Regions from separate parts of the Mus musculus genome. Here region 1 is linked to region 2. The links are chromatin contacts, called in public Micro-C maps. All regions are on one chromosome and are shown on one strand. Each heading gives the region's core, a stretch centred on a gene start, on an enhancer-like site or on the middle of the called end of the contact. The rest is flanking DNA. Distances are from core to core; before and after follow the strand shown. Region 1 overlaps Ube3c (ubiquitin protein ligase E3C). Region 2 holds the start of Ube3c (ubiquitin protein ligase E3C).

Region 1 (6,315 bases), core at 2,228-4,727, 110 kb before region 2:
GATCTCCTGAAACTGAAATTACATACAGTTGTGAGCCATCATGTAGGTTCTGGGAATCAAACCTGGGTCTTCTGCAATAACAAGTACTTTTAACTACTCTCACTTCTTCAGAGACCTATATGATAAGTACTTTGCTTAATTAAAAAAAAAATGGCTCTGTTGGTCTTCCTATCTCCTCAGAGGCCACAATCCTTTCTCCTGTTCTCCCAGAAGAGTTCCCAAGCTCCATCTGCTGTTTGGCTGTAGCAGATGTGCAGCTTGGTCTTCATGTGGGTCCTGTGGAGCAGGGGCTGTCCCAAAAGCTGTTGCCTGTCTGTGGGATATGTTCCTCTAGCTGGGCTGCCTTGTCTGGCCTCGGTGGAGAGGATGTACAATGGTGGGAGGATACTAAGGGAGCCTCACTTGCTCAGAGAAGGGGAGGGGGATGGGGGGGAGTGGGTGACCATGAACAGGATGTAAAGTAAGTAAAATTTTAAAAAATAAAGGAAAGTGACAACCAAGAAGAAACTAAACTGGAGGGAAAAAATGTTTTGACAAGGGCTGGAGAGATGGTTAAGAGCACTGACTGCTCTCCCAGAGGTCTTGAGTTCAATTCCCAGTAACCACATAGTGGCTAGCAACCACCTGTAATGGGATCCAATGCCCTCGTCTGGTGTCTCTGAAGACAGCAACACCAACAGTGTACTCACATGCATAAATCCTTAAAAAAAATGTTTTGAGGAAGGAACAGAGGCATCCTACCTCCAGGGCAGTGCTCTTACTAGTGCTGCAGTATACTGGTATCACCTTGGGCCTTGGAACCTGCTGTCAGGCACAATCAGAAGGGAAAGCAGCCGTTACTGTCGTCATGGCATGCTAGGAGTGACAGGCATAGCGGTTGGAGAGATATACAGTGGTAAGGAGCACATAATTCTCTTCCAGAGGACCAGGTTTGACTCCCAACAAAAGCAAAAGCACAGACCAATGGAACAGAGCAAAGGAGCAGGGGACATATCTATACAACTACAACCACCTATTTCTGACAATAGTGTCAAAGGCATAAACAATAAAAGCAAAATGATGAAAGAGACACATCTTCAGCTGGGTGGCAGCAGTGATGGTGTACACTTTTAATGCCAGCACTCAGGAGGTAGAGGCAGGTACATCTCTGAGTTCAAGGCCAGCCTGGTCTACAACTGGTGAGTTCCAGGAGAGCCAGGGCTATACAGAAAAACTGCCTAGAAAAACAAAAATCAGAACAAAAACAAAAGAAAAAAAATGAAAAGAGAGCATTCTCAACAAATGGTGGTAGGAAAGCAAAAGTCCATATGTAGAAGAAGAAGACTTATATTCATAATTCTCATCCATGTACACAAATAAATTAAAAATGGATTGGCTTTAACCTTTTTTTTTTTTTTTTTTTTTTGGGTTTTGTTTTTCGAGACAGGGTTTCTCTGTGTCTCTGTGTAGCCCCGGCTGTCCTGGCACTCACTTTGTAGACCAGGCTGGCCTCAAACTCAGAAATCCGCCTGTCTCTGCCTCCCGAGTGCTGAGATTAAAGGCGTGCGCCACCACTGCCCGGCTCTTAACTAATATCTTGACTGATAAAAAGCCCTTGCAGTCTATTAACTTAGCAAACCACTATCTTCCACCATCCCCAAAGTTAAGACTGTCATCATATAGCATCTTGGGCCTATAGAAAAGCTTCCTCCATCTTGCCTCTTTGATGTACCCATAAACGTATCTAAAGCTGCCTTGACTTCTAACTTTCTTTATTCTGTAAAACTAATTCCCCATGAAACTGCTCCTGCATTAGAACATGGAATCTGAGGCAACCTGAATCACTTCTGGGCTACGGTTGCTCAGAAAGGCTCCAGAATAAAGCTTTTCTTTTCCCTTTAGGTTAAGTGCTGGGTTTTTGTTTTTGTTTTGGGTTGTTTTTCTACCGACTTCATTCCTTAGGCCTTAGCTATTCCTAATAGCAAGGCCTTGCTGCCTTCTCTTAACTTGCACACACCCAGCACACTTCAGTTCAAGATCTTTTCCTCTACTGTAGCAGAGGAAGCCTTGCTTTCAGCCTGAAGTTTCTTTTTTTTCTTTCTTTGAGACATGGTCTCAGTAGGTAGCCATAGCTAGACTGATACATAGTTCAGACTGGCTTAGGTCTTGTAGCATTTGCTCTTAAGACTCCTAAATGTGTGTCCCAATGTCTGGCCCTCATCATAGTTCTAACATGTCTCCACTAAACCTCATCATTTCCAGTTTTTGCTGTTTTTAAGATGCTGAGATACAAATCCGGGTTCTCACTCTTCTGTGACAAGTGCTTGTCCACTGTGGCCTACCCCTATCTCTTGCTTGAAAGAGTCAAAATGACTTTTTTTTTTTTTACTTCACACGCAGAGACCATTGTATAGTGACCAACCAGCCTGACATCAATATTTCTGTATTTGTGGGAACGGACATTTAAAGAGGGAGACATGGATACCACTTTCAGTAGTCAGAACATATTTATACATCAAGGTCACTATCCTGTCTGGGTTCAGCCTGTGGTGTCTCAAAAACAATTTCTTTCCTTTTCTTATTTTTCTCTTTCCTTTTTTAAAAAAGATTTATTTATTTATTTTATGTTTATGAATACACTATAGCTGTCCTCAGACACACCAGAAGAGGACATCCGATCCTATTACAGATGGTTGTGAGCCACCATGTGGTTGCTGGGAATTGAACTCAGGACCTCTGGAAGAGCAGTTAGCGCTCTTAACCACTGAGTCATCTCTCCAGCCCCCCTTATTTTTTCTTGAGTCAGGGTTTCTCTGTATAGCCCTGGCTCTCTTGCAAATTGCCTATAGACCAGACTGGCCTTGAACTCACAGAGATTCAGCTGCCTCTGCCTCCCAAGTGCTGGGACTAAAAGGGTTGTCACCACTGGCCTGGCCCAAAACATTTTTTTTTTTAATGCTTTTTTGAGACAGGGTTTGTCTGTGTAGCTCTGGCTGTCCTGGAACTCACTCTGTAGACCAGGCTGGCCTCAAACAAAGAAATCCGCCTCCCCCCCCCCCCCCCGCCCTCCCCCCACCCCTCCCACAAGTGCTGGGATTAAAGGCGTTCACCACCACTGCTTGGCCCAAAATTTTTTTTATAGGACTAACAAAGACTGTTGATCACAGGCAAGCATTACAGTGTCACAGTAGTACAGTAAGTTTGAGATGTGACAACTGCTAAACTTGCCAAAGACATTTAAGAGCCTACATTCATAGATGTAGTGCAGCCTGTAGATACTGTGGAACCTGTTAAGTATACTCATTTCAAGTATGCCCATGCCTAGAGTCACACAACCCTCATGTTTCTGGAACAGAGGCTTCCATGTGTTTGGTGAACTTCTGCACTGCACCTCTGGGCCCCCAGTCTGTTTAGGTCACTACCCAACACCACAACTTAAGACCAGCTGGGCCAGCTCCAATGCAGTGCTGTCTAGAGAGTATGGGATCTTCTTTTAGAAGGCCTGTGGCTCTTGGAGTGGGTGGGGTTAAGTCTGCCCTAGAGGCATTGACACTAGTGTATAATAGACTATGATGACAGTTTGTTTCCTGTTGTGTGTCTAGGTAGATGTGAGTGAATGAGCAGTGGGCTCTTAATTTTCATTTACTCATAAAGTTTTAATCTTACGCTGTTTTCAGCAAACTTTTCTCTTTACTATAAGAACTACTGAGCATAAACACAAGGTGCCAGCAGCTCAGTACACTAGAGCCCACACTGGGTACCTCCATACAAGCTGTGCCCACTTAGTGACAGTATACACCTGGTACTTATGATGTGGTTGGAACAGACACCAAAGCAAACGCTCTCTAATCACGTAACAGCCCATGAGAAACACCTGTATCACCAACCACCAGCCCAAAGTCTCAAAAAAAAAAAAAAAAAAAAAAAAAAAAAGAAAAGTCACCCAAAGTAAGCAAACTAGGACCAAACACAAAGGCACCTAGAACAATGAGGAAATGAGAACCTTCCTTTTGGCCGGGCGGTGGTGGTGCACACCTTTAATCCCAGCACTTGGGAGGCAGAGGCAGGCGGATTTCTGAGTTCGAGGCCAGCCTGGTCTACAAAGTGAGTTCCAGAACAGCCAGGGCTACACAGGGTGTCTTGAAAAACCAAAAAAAAGAGAATCTTCGTTTTGGAAGATTTTTTTCTCAGTAATTTAATATCAGACCCATTGAGAGTTAGCACCTGAGCACCTTACTTCTGGTGGTTATTCCAGGGACCACAGGCTGCGTGGCTTCCTACACTGTAGATATATGACCTGGAAAAGTAAGTCTACTACAGCAGAACACAACTGACCAGTGATCTGGGGCAAAACTCCAACACAATCTTGGGGAAAAGATTTAATGTAAATATTCACCCATTAGGATGTACAAATAAATAAGCTCAGAAGAGCCAACAGAAAAAAAATACAAACTGCCAATTTATCTCCAGTCTCAGATACTTCAATTCTAAAACACTAATACACAAATTAACTCATAAAAAGATGTAGGACATTCAATATAAACATCCCCAAACAAAAAACAAAATCAAGGATAAATGCTATTTCTTCCTATGTATCAAGACTACAAATAGCATTTAAATACTTTATTATTCAAATTAAGAAATTATACATTTTGTCTGATAATTGTCATTGTCTTAAAAGTGTCATTCAGTTTTCCCACATTTAAAAGTATATTGCTAATTCTGTTCACCTAACTCCAACAGCACAAAGAGCCTCCAGGCACAGATGCTGGACTTAGACGAGAAGCAGAGTCTGGAGTCCTCACCAGCTCCATGATGATCCTTGTATGCTAGCCTCTCAGATGCTTCCCTGCTTTGTTTGCAGAGGCTGAGGTCAACTGGCAACAAGTTTGACCCTGATAAAGTGCCCAAGTGAGAATCACCTGGCCTGATGCTCTTCCCTGGCAGATGCCAGGGATGCTGTCTTCTTATCAAGACAGCGGCAGAAAGCAGAGGTGCTGAGGCCTGGGATAAGTCCCCCCAAGATGCGCAAGATGATGGGCACAGCCAGGCTAGGAGGGCATATGGATCACGGAGAGACGCAGCCCGCCACTTTGGTTCAAATGACTTTAATAAAAGCTGCAGTGCCCACATCCCCAGTTGCCAACTCACTGCAGGTGACACGGTACCTCAGGAAGTGTAAGGACCCTTCTCCTCCACCTCCTGGAAAGCTTTCCAGGCATAAAGCAGAGACAGGCAAAGAGCAATGAGGGCAGCAGTCACCTCAACCCACACAGCCATGTCCAAACCTCATGAGGCAGGTCAGTAGGAGTCTGAAGACAAGCATGCGATTCCCACCTGGGGGACATGGCTTAAAAAGCACAAATAAAATAATACTAGTGTTATCCATTTTCCAAACCTAACCACTTTGGGAAAAGGCAGCAGGAAAAATGCCTTCAGTTTTTACAATTAGGCTTGTAAACAATCAACCACATGAGAAGCAGTGGCTTGGCTCTGTGTATCAGCCCCAGATTCTGTATGCAGATACTGGTGCCTGACCCAAGAAGGGATATAAACTGGGTCAGCAAGGCCAAAGCTTCATCTTTGGTTAATTTCACTGAGTTGCCACTATTCTAAAACCTGTGCTCTTCTTGGCAAAATTACTAAACCAGCCACATAGCACATAACAATAGCTAGGTTATGTGAAAAGCAATGTCCATCTATGTATGTGACTATGTCACGATAAAATCATCTAAAAAAAAAATTAGAAAGGGAGAGATGCCAGATAGAAGGCCTGAGGAGAGCTGAGGGTCCTGCCTGAGTGCTCTCTTGGGTCTGGTAGGTGCTGGCTGCCTTTGGGTGAGATCAAGTTCTCTGGGCTCAATTCAGCTCAGCTCAAAGCCAGCAGCACACTCAATGGCATACAGCAGCTTGCTTCGCAGCAGGGCTTCATCATAAAACTCTGGGAGCTTCAGCAGGTTCATGCAGGTGCTGGCTGTAGGTAGCCGCTCAAGGTCAGAGCCTCCATTGTGAATGCAAAACGCAGGGTATAGCTCCTAGAAGAAGGGCACAGGATATGGTTAGAGGATTCTAGTATAGCCGGGAGCCTACCAGAGCTTGCTTGTCAGTTACTCTGGAAGCTGCTTTTCTCAAAAGTATTCTTTCTTGTAAAGAGTTATCTTAAATTACATATATGTACAAGTAGGTGTGACTGTGCATGTGAGGGCGTCATTCAGTAGCCAGAGGTATTTGGATACCCCTTGAGATGAGGTTACAGTGGTTGTAAGCTACTGCACGTGGATGCTGGGAACTGAACTTGGGTGCTCTACAAGAGCAGAATAGGCTCTTAATGGCTAG
Region 2 (6,630 bases), core at 3,066-5,565:
AAGTTTTAGACCAGCTTGGGCTACCTAGGGAGAGCTTGTATTTAAGGAAAAAAAAAAAGATAATTTATAAAAGTCAAACCACAGAAAATGTTTTTTTAACATCAATAACAGAAACCGAAGACTGTAGTAAATAGAAGAGGTATTTGAGAACTTTGTTCCTACTCATTTTTCTATAAACCTTAAACTACTCTTAATATATGCAGCATACTATTAATACAAAATAAGATGCAGGCTAGTGGAATGGCTCAGCAGGTAAAGGTACTTACAGCCAAACCTGACATCCTGAGTTCGATCACTGGAACCACACAGAAGAGAGATAGAACTGACTTCCACAGATGTCCATAGGTATGCTCTGGCACTCATGTGCCCACACAAATGCACATGCACATAAGGTAAGTATTATTTAAAAAATTGAAATAAAATAGCTAGCAAGGTATGGAAAGATATGGAGGAACTTTAAAATGCATATAAAAGTGAAAGAAGTTGTTCTGAAAGTCTGTGTTTTAGGATTCCAACACTGACATTTTGGGGAAAGCGAACTCTATGTAGACAGGATTACCAAAGGTAGGCAGAGGGAGAGCAGTGGCTAGGCTGAGAAATGGGGTTTAAAGGCAATGAGAACTATTCTGTATGATGTTGGGTTAGGGTTAGGTCATTATAGTAATCACTTGTCAGAATCTTAAGATGCAGAGCACTGTGGACTTCAGCTGACAATGTTACATGGGAACAAATTCAACACATAGGGCCTCTACCACCTACTCCACTATCTGTAGCCTGCTCTGGAGGCTAAAGCAAGAGCAAACATTGAAATGACTATAATTCAACTACCATAGCTATGGAAACCTGCAAAGGTAGTGTTAAAGTCATTCCTCCTACCTACAACTTTTCTACATCCACACACACTCTCACTTTCAATGTGAAAGTAGTTCTCAACTGTATACACCTGGTTTTTCCAGGTTCTTCCCTATATTTTTACTCCTTGCCTCCCCTCATCTTTCTTTGCCCCATTCTATAAAACTTGGTCAAGTTGTCCTATCACCCAAACCTTCTTTAGACTTCAAATTCTTTCTCCTTGACATCCATTCAATCTTTTGGTCTTTTAAGAGAGGCATTGTACAGCCCCCTCCATTCCTTGCCTAACTGCAGTCTTGACTACAGCTCCTGTTACCCTAAGGGGCACACTCACTAGTCACCTGTCTTCCAGTCTCAAGTCTAAATTATGGTGTTATCTGGAGGCATTCAGCATTCAACACTTCTGGCTCACTTCTTCCTCCTATAAACTCATTTCCCAGACATCAGTCTTCTTAGGTCTCCAAGGTATACTTGGGATACTTCTTGTCCCAAACTTGAATCAGCAACTAAGCCAACTGGTTCACTGACATCCCTCATACCTCCATGTCTACTCAGATTTCTCAGGTTCCACACATGTCTGAACCCCACAGGAACCTTGGCATTCTGTTCCTCTGTCTTCTCCTAGCTTAAGCACACACCTGGAATAATCTGTACTGAAGATTTCCTCAACTCACCCCTCAGAGGTTGAGACTCAGCTCACAGGTGGAAACCATGATCCAGCCAAGATTTCCTCTCCAGAAGATTGCCTTGGAGATCAAGGCACTCAACTAGGAAACCATATATGGGCACTGCTTGGCTAGAATAAAATAAATGGACAGGACCTATATACAGAGACAAAGTCAAGAATGCAACTCAAAGAGAATAGCTGACCTAAACTACCTTGGTACCGGTAGCATAGAAACTGGACAGTTTTTGACTTGCACATTTTATGAAATATCATCATGCCTCTCACAGGCTTTTTGTTTATTTGCTTTTCTGCACTTCGTTTCAATGGATTTTTGTACTTGCAATCAAACTGACTACTAAGATAGTCTTCTATACACACACAAAGCTACCAAATAAACTGTGCCATGAGGATGTATCCTGATTTCAGAAGCACTGACCCAGAGCTGGGCCTGTTGCTGCATTCCTGTCTGTGATTCCTGCACTTGGAAGGCAGAGGCAGAAGGACTGTACATAAATCTGAGGCCAGAGTGGGCTACACAGTGAGTCTGAGGCCAGTCGGATTCCAGTATAAGGTCCTGTCTCAAACAATATACATGTAGATAATGGTAGAACTGAAGCACTGGAACCCACCACACACCTACTTCAAACTTTCTACATTGTCCCTTCAAACCCATCCTACTACTTCCCACCTTTCTAGAGCATGTCAACCAATTCTGTGTTTCTGTATTAGCCTGAAAGAAGTACAAAAACAATTGAAATAAACAAACAAAAAAACCAGTCATTAGTACACCATAACTTTTCAAGGTTTAAATCTTATCTCCCCAACAAACTCCCCAATAAACTCATCAAGTCTTGGACTTTTCCAGCATATAGTTCTTAAAGATAATAAACATAAAAATATTCATTAACTTTGAAAAAGGAAAAGATCAATTTTCCACTAAGCTGAAGAAGGGAAAGATTTCAAATTATAATTTAAGACATGAATGAAGTATACTAGAATGGCCATTAATTCCAAAGACTCTTAATATCACTTACTGGCCAGGATCTGAGTCAGTGGTGCCCTCAGACTGCTGGCTGTAGGGTAGTGGGCACATCAACTCGGGAAGTAACGGGCAGTGTGCACCAGCAGAACACAGTGTAAGCAACATCCACCAAAGCACCCATGAAAACCAGGATGGGTTAATTATGGTTTTTTCAGGTCCTGAACTAACAGGGACACAGTGGGATGGAAGAATCTATCAAAGAAAGCACCTAGCTCAAGAAGCAAGGCACAGAGGCTGACCAAGCTTCATCTGACCTCGTTTGCACGAAGCTCAACGTTAAAAGTGACCTGTAGAAACTGGTCAGAAAAGCAGTTTGCTTGGTGAAGAACAATTATGGGTAGGATGGGACATTCGTTTTCAGGAGTGACCATTTACAAATGTGTGTCCAGATAAAAATCCTTTATAAAATGAAGCTGGAGCAAAGGCTCAGCAACACTGCTCTCAAACGTACAATAATTTGGGGGAAAAAAAAAGACAAAAAATTTTACATTAAAGGGCTAGGGAGATGGCTAAGCAGTTAAGGTCACTTATTGCTTTTACTGAGGGTCTGGGTTTTCTTCCTACTACCCACATGTCAACTCACAAGTGTCCTTAACTCCAGTTCCAGGAGATCGGAAGCCCTCTTCTGACCTCTGCGGGAACTAAGCAAGCCTGTGGTGCACATTACATACATGCAGGCAAACACTCATATGTATAAATTTTTAAAATAAAGCTTTAAAATTTCGCCTAATGGGAAAAAAAAATCCTTTTAACAACTCTAGGGATCCTGTCTGGATTCCGGGCTCGGCCTAGAGCATCACGGCCGATTGCCTTCATCCTTCAGACAGCCCCAAAAAGCCGACCAGTGTCAAAACCATCACCAAGCAAAGGTCCAAAAGCGACCGGGGCCTCAGGCCTCAGGCAGGCAAAACTCTGTATTGCTCCGAGTGGGGCAAGCTAAAGCGCGATGCAGATTACAAAGACCTTGTCCTACCTGCCCCCTCCCACTTCACAGGCACGAGGGACTCTTCCCTAAGCTGTTCTTGAGGGCAAGGCACTCACTCCAAGCTTTGTGAGGAGCGGGTATGTCAAGTTTATAGCTTGTAAAGAGTTCTTAAAGGGCGGAATGGGGGCGGGGGCACCTGCCTCGCCCTGCTGGACAGCTAACTGTGTAACGCCCCCAGCCAGACTGCCAGTGCACGTGCTTCCAGGTCAAAACTGCGGCCCTTGGGCAGGCGGCCGCGAGGTCGCAATGAATGACCCAGCCGCTCAGTCCGCGGCTCGACAGCGCTCCTCTGGAGCCTCCTCACAAACCTGTCAGGACTGCACCGCAGCCGCACCCGGCTGGAGCTCGCTCCACACCTTACAGCGGAGCAGCGCCGCCTGGGTGCTGTCAGACCCGGGTTCGGTTAACACCTCGGGCCGCACCGCCTCACCTTCCTGCTCGCGCCACCGAGAGACACTTTGGGCCTTGTCTTGAAGTCGCCTTCGAAGCTGAACATCTTCGCCGCTTATCCCATCTGCGCGGCCCGGCAGGCAGCGGAGCGGCCGGGGGCGGGCCCGGCGGGCTGGGCGGGGCCCGGCAGGGTCGCGGCCTCGCTGTCCCGCGCCGCCCCCCCCGAGGCTCAGCGCTCTCCGCCCTGCACGCGGGCGCGAGCGCGGCGACGCTGGAGGCCGGCCTGTCCCCGCTGCTTATTTATCCACAGCGCGCCACCGTCAAGCGAGGGACGCCCCGACTCGCGCCTGCACCGCGCTGCCGTAGGTACCAAGATGGTGACCGCCCGCACTGCGCGCGCGGTCCCGTGAACGTGCGCGGTCATCGACGGCGCGGCGCTCCTCCCGGCAGCCCCCGCGAGCGCGGGCACCGACGCCAGGGCCGCCATCGATAATACGGTGCTCCTCCCGGCAGCCCTTGGACTTGCCTGCGTGCGCGGCTCCGCGGGTGCAACATCCTTCCGCGCGTGCGTCATGCCACCAGACGATTTCCGCCGCCCGCCGCCCATTGACGCCGACCGGGTCGCGCGCACTGCTGGAGACCGGAAGCCCTGCATAAGAGGCCGCTTTCACCCTCCAGCTAGATGTGGGGGAACAGGTTACTAATGCAGAGACTCTACACCATGACAGACAGAGACGAATAATATATGTTATACGAACAAAGGTATTCGTGAACACACACCATACAAATACACAAATGCACACCAACAAATGAAAGTTATATTCATATATATATTCACATATTCATATATATATATATAAATGCATGCCAAATGTATAAATGCATCATAAATACATAATGCACAAATATACCCTATCATATATCTATACACTTATGCATGTTTAATATATGTATGTACATGTATAAAAACGTGCTATTACATATACATAAGCACAAACATAAATATACACAAAGTAATGTAAATGAATCGATGTCATATACAACATATATACATACACATATGTCATACAAACCAACATAAATATATATCATGTATGCATGCATATATACACATATACATATGCATAAAACAGTATGCATATACATAGAGTTTAACACAAATACATGCCATGGCATGCATAAAAAAAATATATATTATGCATATATGTCATGTACATGCACAGTATTATATAGTATATGCTCTGTGTACATACATATATGTTATGTATATTGTGTATACACAAGTATATATACAGATACATAAATATATCACATACACATGCATTACCATGTGCACATGATAGAAGACATCTTGTTTTGCTTTGTTTTTGTTTCTTCTTCAAAAGATTTATTTATATGTATGAATATTTGACCTGCATGTATATTACGTGTCTGTGAATTATGTGTGTGTGCTTGGTACAAGACAGTGCATTGGATCTCTTGGAACTGGAATTGCCATGTAGGATCTGGAACTGAAACCAGTTCTTCTGCAACAAGTGCTCTTAACTTATGAGCCATGTCTCCAGCACAGTTTAATTTTTTGTTTTTGAAATAAGGTCTCACTGTATAGCCCTAGCTGGCCTGGACCTCACAGTGATCCTCTATCCACTGCCTGTTAGTGTTAGGATTAAAGATCTGTACCACCATACAAGCCAGTCCTCTTTTTAATTAAAAAAATGTACATTTTAGTTTACTTAGTGTTTATGGGGTAGGGTGCATGCCATGATGTGCATGTGGAGGTCAGAGTACAACTTGTCTCTCTTTCCACTATATGGGTACCAGGAATCAAACTCAGGTCATAAGACTTGGTAGCAAGCAACTGGTACTTTTCATCTGTTCTATCATTTTACCAGTTCTCTCTCTCTCTCTCTCTCTCTCTCTCTCTCTCTCTGTCTCTCTCTCTCTCTCTCTCTCACTGGCTCTGTGTGTGTGTGTGTGTGTGTGTGTGTGTGTGTATGTACACATATTTGAATGTCAGAGGATAATTTATAAGAGTCTGTTCTCCACTACCAAGTGTATTCAAGAGTGTGAGTTCAGTCGTCAGGCTTGATGGGAAGCACATTTACTGCTGAATCATCTTGCCAACCTCAAGTTTAGTGCTGTATTGGCAACAGTGACAAGAGCCCCAATATTTTTGTAATTGTTTGAATAAATATGTAATGACTAAAAGGCCGGGGGAAGAGGTAGATCAAAATCCTATAGATACAGATTCCTACTTAACAGATGGTGTGACATTACTACACACTAAGGAAGCCATGGAGACAGAGCTCTCATTCTATTGAGAATTCAGAATGAATGCAGAACTACCTGCAACATGCCTTGGCAGTTTCTCTAATAAAGATTTTTTTGTTTTGTTTTTTGTTTTTTGTTTTTGTTTTGTTTTTCAAGACAGGGTTTCTCTGTATAGCCCTGGCTGTCCTGAACTCACTTTGTAGACCAGGCTGGCCTTGAACTCAGAAACCTGCCTGCCTGTGCCTCCCGAGCGCTGGGGTTAAAGGCATGTGCCACCATGCCTGGCTCTAATAAAGATTTAAACACAAATTCTTACCATATGAACTAGCAATTGTCCAGGAGTAAGGAGGGCTGTGACTGAAACCACACCTGAACATGACACTTGCAGCAGCTTTGTAATTGCCCAAATCTGGAAACAACCAA

The links. A called contact is a pair of places that touch in the nucleus more often than the background predicts.
Region 1: a Micro-C map of trophoblast stem cells shows a contact between it and region 2, with 2.2 times the contacts expected there. The contact joins the enhancer-like site here to the promoter of Ube3c in region 2. A contact is called at or near these places in 9 of 39 promoter capture datasets (the HPC-7 cell line, cranial neural crest, embryonic stem cells and 4 more), 4 of 15 datasets of contacts at CTCF or cohesin (the G1E-ER4 cell line, embryonic stem cells, pro-B cells and 1 more), 34 of 484 Hi-C or Micro-C datasets (the Ba/F3 cell line, the G1E-ER4 cell line, the HL-1 cell line and 12 more), 7 of 115 datasets of contacts at active chromatin or transcription factors (Th17 cells, bone marrow-derived macrophages, embryonic stem cells and 1 more) and 2 of 9 other capture datasets (liver and pancreatic islet).

Annotation. Positions count from the first base shown.
Region 1 is chr5:29,674,098-29,680,412 of GRCm38.p6, reverse strand. It overlaps Ube3c (ubiquitin protein ligase E3C), which reads right to left. Exons shown (of 23, transcript NM_133907.3): 23 at 4,336-6,014. The coding sequence ends at 5,844. Among named protein-coding and RNA genes, the nearest start is that of Gm42245, 23 kb to the left of the region's middle. Within about 2 kb of position 3,477, at least 12 of the 459 cell types and tissues checked have an H3K27ac peak or open chromatin away from gene starts, as enhancers often do. A contact at or near this core is called in the P5424 cell line and trophoblast stem cells, where this site is marked.
Region 2 is chr5:29,566,927-29,573,556 of GRCm38.p6, reverse strand. Ube3c (ubiquitin protein ligase E3C) reads right to left here and starts at 4,315. Exons shown (of 23, transcript NM_133907.3): 1 at 3,977-4,315. The coding sequence starts at 4,042.